Linked DNA regions of Triticum aestivum: all the other regions are linked to region 3. The links are chromatin contacts, called in public Hi-C maps. All regions are on one chromosome and are shown on one strand. Each heading gives the region's core, a stretch centred on a gene start, on an enhancer-like site or on the middle of the called end of the contact. The rest is flanking DNA. Distances are from core to core; before and after follow the strand shown. Region 1 holds the start of LOC123148937 (external alternative NAD(P)H-ubiquinone oxidoreductase B1, mitochondrial). Region 2 has its middle 19 kb from the start of LOC123153641. Region 3 holds the start of LOC123148940 (Holliday junction resolvase MOC1, chloroplastic).

Evidence for each region. Hi-C and Micro-C count contacts between places; a contact is called where the count stands out from the background.
Region 1: a Hi-C map of leaf shows a contact between it and region 3, with 3 times the contacts expected there. The contact joins the promoter of LOC123148937 here to the promoter of LOC123148940 in region 3. A contact is called at or near these places in 3 of 5 Hi-C or Micro-C datasets (all in leaf).
Region 2: a Hi-C map of leaf shows a contact between it and region 3, with 4 times the contacts expected there. The contact joins the enhancer-like site here to the promoter of LOC123148940 in region 3. A contact is called at or near these places in 2 of 5 Hi-C or Micro-C datasets (leaf and root).

The regions. Positions count from the first base shown.
Region 1 is chr7A:647,124,190-647,126,889 of IWGSC CS RefSeq v2.1, reverse strand. It overlaps LOC123148937 (external alternative NAD(P)H-ubiquinone oxidoreductase B1, mitochondrial), which reads right to left and starts at 1,418. Exons shown (of 11, transcript XM_044568463.1): 1 at 1,400-1,418; 2 at 941-1,091; 3 at 291-552; 4 at 1-192. The coding sequence starts at 1,050.
Region 2 is chr7A:647,410,939-647,413,638 of IWGSC CS RefSeq v2.1, reverse strand. No RefSeq gene overlaps it. Among protein-coding and RNA genes, the nearest start is that of LOC123153641, 19 kb to the left of the region's middle. Within about 2 kb of position 1,393, at least 2 of the 8 cell types and tissues checked have an H3K27ac peak or open chromatin away from gene starts, as enhancers often do. A contact at or near this core is called in leaf, where this site is marked.
Region 3 is chr7A:647,265,641-647,268,432 of IWGSC CS RefSeq v2.1, reverse strand. It overlaps LOC123148940 (Holliday junction resolvase MOC1, chloroplastic), which reads left to right and starts at 1,541. Exons shown (of 2, transcript XM_044568465.1): 1 at 1,541-1,707; 2 at 1,798-2,792. The coding sequence starts at 1,849.

The DNA.
Region 1 (2,700 bases), core at 169-2,668, 140 kb after region 3:
ATGCTCCATCACACCAGGAGTGTTAAATGTATTGACAGTAGCCCCAAGAGCGACGACCAAGTAATCATAATCAACCATGAAATCGCCATTCCCATCCAAATTGGTACCAACAGCAGAGCGGCAGTGGACGGCTTTCTTCGTCGGATCGATTTTGAAGCACTCTGCTTCATAATACGCGACATCTTTCCCCTTCTGCAAAAAAGAAGAGCGAGAGAGGCAGCCACTGTGTTACTCCACAGCTCTGCATAACACCAACCACAAGAGCATCAGTTCAGCAGCCACGGTGTTACCTTCTCGAACATCCTCCGTATCGGCTCGACGACGCTGCGCGCCTCCACGGTGCCGCAGGTGACGCTGGGCAGCAGGGGCGTGAACGCGAAGTAGTTGCGGGGCGAGATGACCTTCACCTCGTAGCGGGAGGAGTCGAGGTTCTTGAGGAAGGAGGTGCCGGCCCAGCCGGTGCCGAGCACCACCACCTTCTTCTTCCTGGGCGGTGGCTCCGGAGCCTCCTCCGCCCTGGCGGAGTCGGCATAGGCCACAATGCCTCCGCCGCTGCAAAGCCAGTGAAGAAAATCTCTGAGGCTCGCAAATGCGGCCAGCCACCTCGATCCGGAAGAACAGTGGTGGATTTTGGGGACAAAATTCAGACAAAAATGGACTGTTCATGAAGTACAGGGGATGGTGTCTGTTCATGGAGTAGTACATCGGACGGATGGATGGATGTCCACTCCATGAACATCACCTCCCTGTTGACCAAGATTATCTAGATTCTAGAGTGCTAGACCAAGGACGCAGCTACGAGAAAGAACAAAAAGAGAGAGGGTAAAGCAGACAAAAGGGGCGGCGAGGAACAGTGGATCACCATCATCACGCAACGAAAGGGGAAAAGAAATGGAAGAACTTTAGAGGGGGCATGGGGGATCGGGGGTGGGGGACGCACCTGGCGGCCGTGAGGAGGAGCGCCGCGGTGGAGACGCCGGCGGAGGAGGGGCGCCGGATGTCCTCCAGGAACCTGGCGGCAGCGCGAGAGGCGAAGAAGGAGAAGCCCATCCTGCTTCCTCCGCTGCCCCAGACCTCTCAGCTCAGCCTCACTGCTAAATCCAAATCAGGCTGATCAGGCCAGGTACTAGTGCAGTACTATAGTCTATAGATAGGTAAAAGATTGAAGGGTGTGGCTAGGTCTCAGTCGGATTTAACCACAACCAGTCAAGTGATATAACATACAAGAAAAATAAGAAAAAAGATCCAGTCAAGTGATATAACATGCAAAAAAGAAAACTAAAATAAAAATTTGCACGGATTTAAACGTAAGGTCTCACGGATATAGAATCGACTGAAACTTAACGAAGCAGGACTGGAGATCGAAAGCGATGTGGAGGGCAACAGGCCAACTGCCTACCTGCTCTGCTCTTTACCTGGCCGCTGGGCAATGGCAATGCTCACCGGTCTTTGCACAAATCAAATGATTATCAACCTCCACACTCTGGGGATAAGATCTGATTGATCGATTCCTTGGTAACTTCGTCTGGATCTGATCTGGTGCACATGCGCTGACCCACACCAGCACACCACCGCCAGTGACCACTGCATCATGTTTCTTTCTCTATCTTTATTCATATATACACGATCACCACACCAGCAAGGCACCACTGATGATGGTTAATTAGATCTTGAGTGGTTTGACCTGACATAATAAGCAAGCAAAAGTAACATGCTTAGCACATCCCCCCTAAAAAAGACATGCTTACCACTTGATGCTGCCACTAGCTACAAATTCTGCCGTGGTCAGATGTTTATGAAAATACGTACACAAGTGGCAGGCTATGCTGAACTTATTTACAGTGACAGCCCGTGTACAGAGGGACACATGTTCAGATCTTTTCAGATGCAGAGAATGACAGGCAAGTCGACATCTGACAATAGATATATATACAAGAAGAATTTGGCCTAAAAGGTACAGTTTCCAGGATTCATTCCTGTTGAACCACATACTGTTGTACTACATGGTTTAGTTTTTCTCATGCCTAAAAGGGAGTAAACTCTTAAAAGCAGTAATGAAGATGCTAGGACAATGCACAAGGAAAAAGTGGGAAAACATAACACTGTAAACTGTTGCTGATCTTCCAGCTGATCACTGCAATGCTGTACTAAATGAAGATTGTTGAGAGCAACAAAAAAAAAGAAAAAAAAGCATAGCAAGTCTCAAGTCTCAAGTCTCAACCTACTACACTATATTCATACGGCCTTGTTCCCCAGCTATTGCACTGAATTATGACCACTTCGTTCCAGGCAAAACACCAATAAGGCAACAATGTTGATTAATAAGAAACTGGATCAAAAAGATCTTCGTCAATTACAGAACTGAACACCCAGCCTATCTTGCAAAATCTGAGGGGTAAAGGTCTGGTGCCTTGGTAACTTCCTTTGGATCTGGTGCACAGGCTCTGACCCACAACAGCACACAACCAACCAACACCGACAACTCCACTATGTTGCGTATTTATACATGATGACCACACCAGCAAGGCACCAAATGATGGTTATTTAGAGACGCTTGGCCTGACGCACAACATAGGTAGGCAAACATGACATGGCCTGATGCTGTCACCAGCCACAAATTCTTCCGTCACACCGGTGACAGGCTCAACTGAATTTACAGTACAAGACATGCTACAAAGAACTTGTCCTGCAGTCATATGT
Region 2 (2,700 bases), core at 144-2,643, 150 kb before region 3:
AGTATTTTGAATCTGAAATAGATTACTAGAAGCTACTCAGTATTTTGAATCTGGACACTGCATAACTAGTTTGAAAAGAATCTTGGTAGCACACTAATTCTAGAAGAAATAGACAGAAATATGCATGAACCATCTAACATCCAAACATTTATCAGGAGGACTTGAGGATTCTTTAGTCCAAACAGTAGATGAACAGCCGCCGATATGCTTTTCTACAGACAAAATCTCTTGTCGAAAACGCAAGACGGCAAACATCAAAACTAGCAGAAGCAGACCAAATGTGCATCTATTCTATCTAGCTAACATTCTCAACGATCAGGAGTTTCAGGAGTTCGACGAAGAATCACACCGACGAACAAAACGAGATGTTTATCCGCAGACAAAATCACTAGCGGTAAGAACTACTAGAAGTCTCGTGCAGAAACAAAGGTCGACCACGCTGCAGCACCAATGTGGTACCATGATCGGAAGAGGCTGGATGTTCAGGTGCAGCCCAGGATGGCCGTGGCGTACCAGGACTCCAAGAAGACGGCGGCGCTCATCTGGAGCGCGTCCTCCGCCGCCGCGGTGGCCTGGTGATGGGCGCGCGCGGCGTGCGACTCGGCCGCCTGTATCCACGCGTGCCGCTGCCAGATCGGGGAGTCGGCGGGCAGCAGCCAGGCGACGTTGACGTCGTCAAAGCACGCTGTGTCGTAGGCGACGGCGAGGCGAAGCTTCCGGGACACGTCGCGCTTGCGGTCCATGGCCTCGGCCCTGTTCACAAGCCACTGCTCCCAGCACGCGTGGGTCTCCTGCTCGAGGCGTGGGAAGAGGACGAGGTCCCTCTGAGCCGCCTCGCCGGGCAGCAGGAAGGCGAGGTGCTCGCCGTAGAGGGCGAGGAAGCGGGCGCCCGCGGTGTGAAGCTGGTGGTGCTCGCCGAGCATCGAGATGGCCTGGCTGAGGGGGGTCCAGGGGAGGACCGGCTGTTGGATCGGGTCGGCGATCTGCCCGACCCCGGCCCTGTAGTTGGCCAGGTTGCCACGGCGCAGGTTGAGCGCGTCGGAGGCGCCGCTGATGAGCCTGGGGAGCCGCGCATCCACGGCGTGCTCGTCGATGGCGTGGACCGGGTGGAGGAACTCCGCCGCCCTCCCCGCCACCGCCTTCCACTCCTCCCCCATCGCCGCCGGGCGCCGAGCGCGCGCCCGCTCTCTCTCTCTCTCTCTCTCTCTCTCTCTCTCTCTCTCTCGGCGGCTTCTCTCTCCTCTCGTGTAGCGTAGCGGTGGTGGTGTGGAAATGGAATTCTGGATGTCGCCGGAGACGAGGGGGAAATTTATAGGAGGACGGTGGGGAGATTCGAATTGACCATCTCTGAACGGCTAGGCCAGGGGGATTTTTCCGTGGCTGAACTGACCAACCGTCACGGTGGTGGGGTCCATCTGGCCAGCCTGGCTGATCTGTTACGGCCGTCTGGGCGTCACGCTTCCACGCGTGCGTCAAGATTTGTGAAATCTCAGGGAGGTCTTACGGTATCCTTTAGCTTCTTCTCGGATTCGACATTTTTATTTATCGAAAAAATTATAATTAATCTTTTATACTTCTGGGTTATCAGGCAGCTAATGAAAAAGAAGACATATATATGCTGTGATTCTTTCATAGCAGAAGCTTTGACAGTTAGGTTTGGGCTAAACTGTGTCAAAACTGTGGGCGGTAGTAAGGTCATGATCAACTTGGACAGCCTGGAGGTAGTAGAAGCTTTGAGAAATAGCAATTCTTCTTCGGTGGCGAGCGCAATTATTTATGATGGCTATTTCATGTCCTCATATTTTTAATCATGTATCTTATGATTATTGTAATAGAGAGTGCAATAAAGTAGTGCATGAACTTGCTAGTCTAGTTAAATTTTATCCTCCTTCAGTATGGATGGATTCGACCTGCTGAAATGCTTTCGTTACTTGTAAAGGATGCTACAATTTTGCTAGATGAATAAAGGAGAAGTTTTTCAAAAAAAGGGTTGCTATGATTTTTTTTGTCAATTTAGAACTTTATTCCAACTTCCAAGACATGTCACTAACATCAGTGTGCAAGATTGCACACTAAGTGAGCTGATAACAACTTTTACAAGGCAATTAGAAGCATCATGCCACACACCTAAGCAGGTACCAAAATCAAAAAGATTGTAAGCATCCTGAGCTTGCTTGTGAGCAATCCCGTTGTTCTTCCTTTTTAACTTGAAGATTCTAGCATTAGTTCCATGAGTGAATTGAATAAACTGGTGAAGACGAGGTCTTATCATCCAATGCCTTAGGAACTTAACTGGGTTCATTTTTGTACTAGCTTGTGGAGCAGTTGACTATCTATTAAGAAATTTGGCTCCTCTGCTTCCATTGCTTTCGCTACTTGTGCTTCCAGCTCAAATGCTTACGCCTCAGCCTGCAAAGGGGGACACTGTCATGGAAGTCCCCTTAATGAAGATGGCACGCTTGTTGTCTCCATTATGCCATTGCACGAATACTCTAGGCCCCGCTTTACTCTTTAAACTTGAAAAATAATTGAATCTCTACTCCTAATTGAGCAGTTGGTAGTCTCGCTTCCAGGTTTTTTTTCGTCCCACCTCCTATGATTTTTTTTGGTACCTCCTCCCACCTTTGCTGGTTTTTTTTTGTAGATTTTTTTCGTTCCCTCCCCCCACTTCCTCGGTTCATTTTCGCGTCACCCTCTCAC
Region 3 (2,792 bases), core at 292-2,791:
CTGTAGACGTTTGGGGATGATCCGGACCCAACGGTGATGACTGCCCGGGTCGGTCTCGGGACAACTTTCGAACGTGCGCGAGGAGGGCCGCGGGCTGACAAGAAAGGTTAGGTTGGGCCTGGCGATGAGTGGTAGTGGGATGTGCAGAAAGCCTCGGGCTGAGAGAAGAGAAGAGAGAGACCCGGCGACTGTTTCCGGAGACCGAAAACGTCCGACGTTTGACCGGCTACTATTGCCGCTATATTTATCCGTTAGGGCGTCAAACGGATTCCAAATGCGATGAAACTTGACAGGCGGTCTATCTACACTATAATAAGACAACACGCCAACTTTCATTCCATTCCAAGAATATTTTTCGGTCACCTATAAAATAATATTTTAGACGTGCCGCAGGCGCGTGCAAGTGTGTCTAGGCTCAGAACGGGCAATGGAAAGAACTGAGAAACCTAGACGAATGCAAGTTTAAAAAAATATGATGATACAATGCACATGTGATGACATAACAAGATGCAACACACAAGCAAATGGCATGGCAATGACAACGAATAACTTGAAGACACCTGGCGCAACGGTCTCAGGGCGTCACACATATACTATGACGTCGCAAGCAAGCACGTACGTTTTGAGTGGCAATTTAAGAATGGTTGATGGCGTTGGCGTGTGCTCGCCGGCACATTCGAATTCAGATCGGCCGAGCCCTTAAACAGGAGGGAAACAGGGGAGCTCAGCTCTGGTTCTCTGCCCATTTTCCGCGTGCATCCGGGCGCTGATTTGTAGAGTACCGGTGGAAAGCGGGCACGCAGGCGCAGCCTCAGATGCGTCCCTCCAAGGAAAGGAACAAGTAGTGTTCAAAGAAATAAATAAGAAATGAGCAAGTACTGGGAGAAGATTCAAGGAAGTATGGTACACATTTTCTACGGTACTAAGTACTCTCTCCATCCAAAATATAGTGCGTCCGCGCTTTCTGAGATTCAACTTTGACCATAAATTTAACCAGCGAGATCAATTGCGGCGGGAGAAAAAAATTTATATAATTGAAAACTTCTTTTAAATACGAATTCACTGATATAATTTTTGCTCCCGCCGCAATCGGTCTTGCTAGTTAAATTTACGGTCAAAGTTGAAGCACGTGGATAAAGGAAGCACTACATTGTGGAATGAAAGGAGTACTTACTTACACGTGCGTCGGTAAACACTGAAATACTCCATCGTTGTAGTGCGTGACACTCGTGGTAAGCAATCCAAACTTGATGGAAAAAAAGGTTTACTGCTCACCTGTATTCATTGTTGGATTTTGTTTCCACGAACATGGAGTAGTATATATATATATATATATATTTTGCCTAGCACGCCTTTGAAAAGTAATCTTTCCTCCGCATCATGCGGATGGGGCGAAAAGCAGAGGAGGGAGCGACGTTTGGTGGACCCACTCAACGTCTAGCGAACGTCGACTACTCCTCCTCTCCTTGCTCCCCTCCCCCCTTCCGCTCCCTTGCCCCAACGGTCGACTCGCGCCTGCCTCTTAAACCCTCCCCTCCTCTTCCCCTCCGCGCACGCGCCGCATCCGCATCCGTTCCCCCCTCCCCACCCCCATTTCAAACCAGGCGACGAGAAACAAATCCCCTCATAATCCTCCGACCCAACCACCAAACCGCGCCCCTAATCACGCAGGAATCCTTCATCAATCGCTCGAGTCCACCCATCCAGGTACCCCGCCGACCCCTCCCCAATCTCGACCCGCTAATCGCTCGCTCGCTTGTTACCGGCTCTGATCCCCGTTCGATTTCGCCGCCGCAGCGGAAGGAGACGGAGGGTAAGGGGGGAGCGTCCCCGGCGGCGGCGGCGGCGATGATGGAGGAGGACCCGCTGATCCCGCTGGTGCACGTGTGGAACAACGCCGCCTTCGACGGCTCCAACTCCGCCTCCTCCAACGCCTGGCACGCGCACGCCACGCCCGTGCGCAGGGGCGAGAAGGAGAACCGCCGCCCCGCTGAGACCGACGACGCCGACGCCGACGCCGAGATCGCGCGCATCGAGGCCGAGATCCTGCGCCTCTCCTCCCGCCTCCACCACCTCCGCGTCTCCAGGGGCCACGACGCCAACGCCAAGTCCACCGGGACGCGGCCGCGGGCGAAGGGGCTCGGCCTCGCCCCCCTCGACGACGACCTCCTCGCCGCCGCCGCGGACCCCGACAACCTGCTCCCTCTCCCGGAGAAGCAGCAGCCCCCGCCCCCCGCGCAGAAGCCCAGGCCCGCCGCCAAGCAGCAGTTCCCGGCGTCGCGGGGCGGCAGGGGGCTCAGCATCGGCCCGCTCGACATCGCCGCCGCGAACCCCGCCAAGGCCCCCGCCGCGCGTCAGCAGCAGCAGCAGCAGGGCGCTGCCCCCGCAAGCCGCATCCTGAAGCCGATCAAGGAGCCGCCCGTGCAGCGCCGCAGGGGCGTCAGCCTCGGCCCGATGGAGATCCAGCACGGCATCAGCGGCGGCACCAAGCCCGTGGCCGCGGCGGGCGCGGCGCGGGTCAAGCCGTTCCCCGGCAAGCTGAACGCCATCCGCGAAGAAGGGCAGGCTTCCAGGCAGCAGCCCGCGGTCCCCGCTAAGCTCTGGCCGTCGAGCAACGCCAGGCAGCCGCTCGACAGCAGCAAGCAAGGCACGGCGGCGAGCAGGGCCAAGGCGAGGAGCTCCAGCATGAGCCCCAGGGCGAGGAGGCAGTCCATCGCCAGGGCCACGAACAGCACGAGGGGAGGCGTCGCCGCGTTCGGGGCCGCCAAGGTGGTGGCCGACGAGCCCACGCC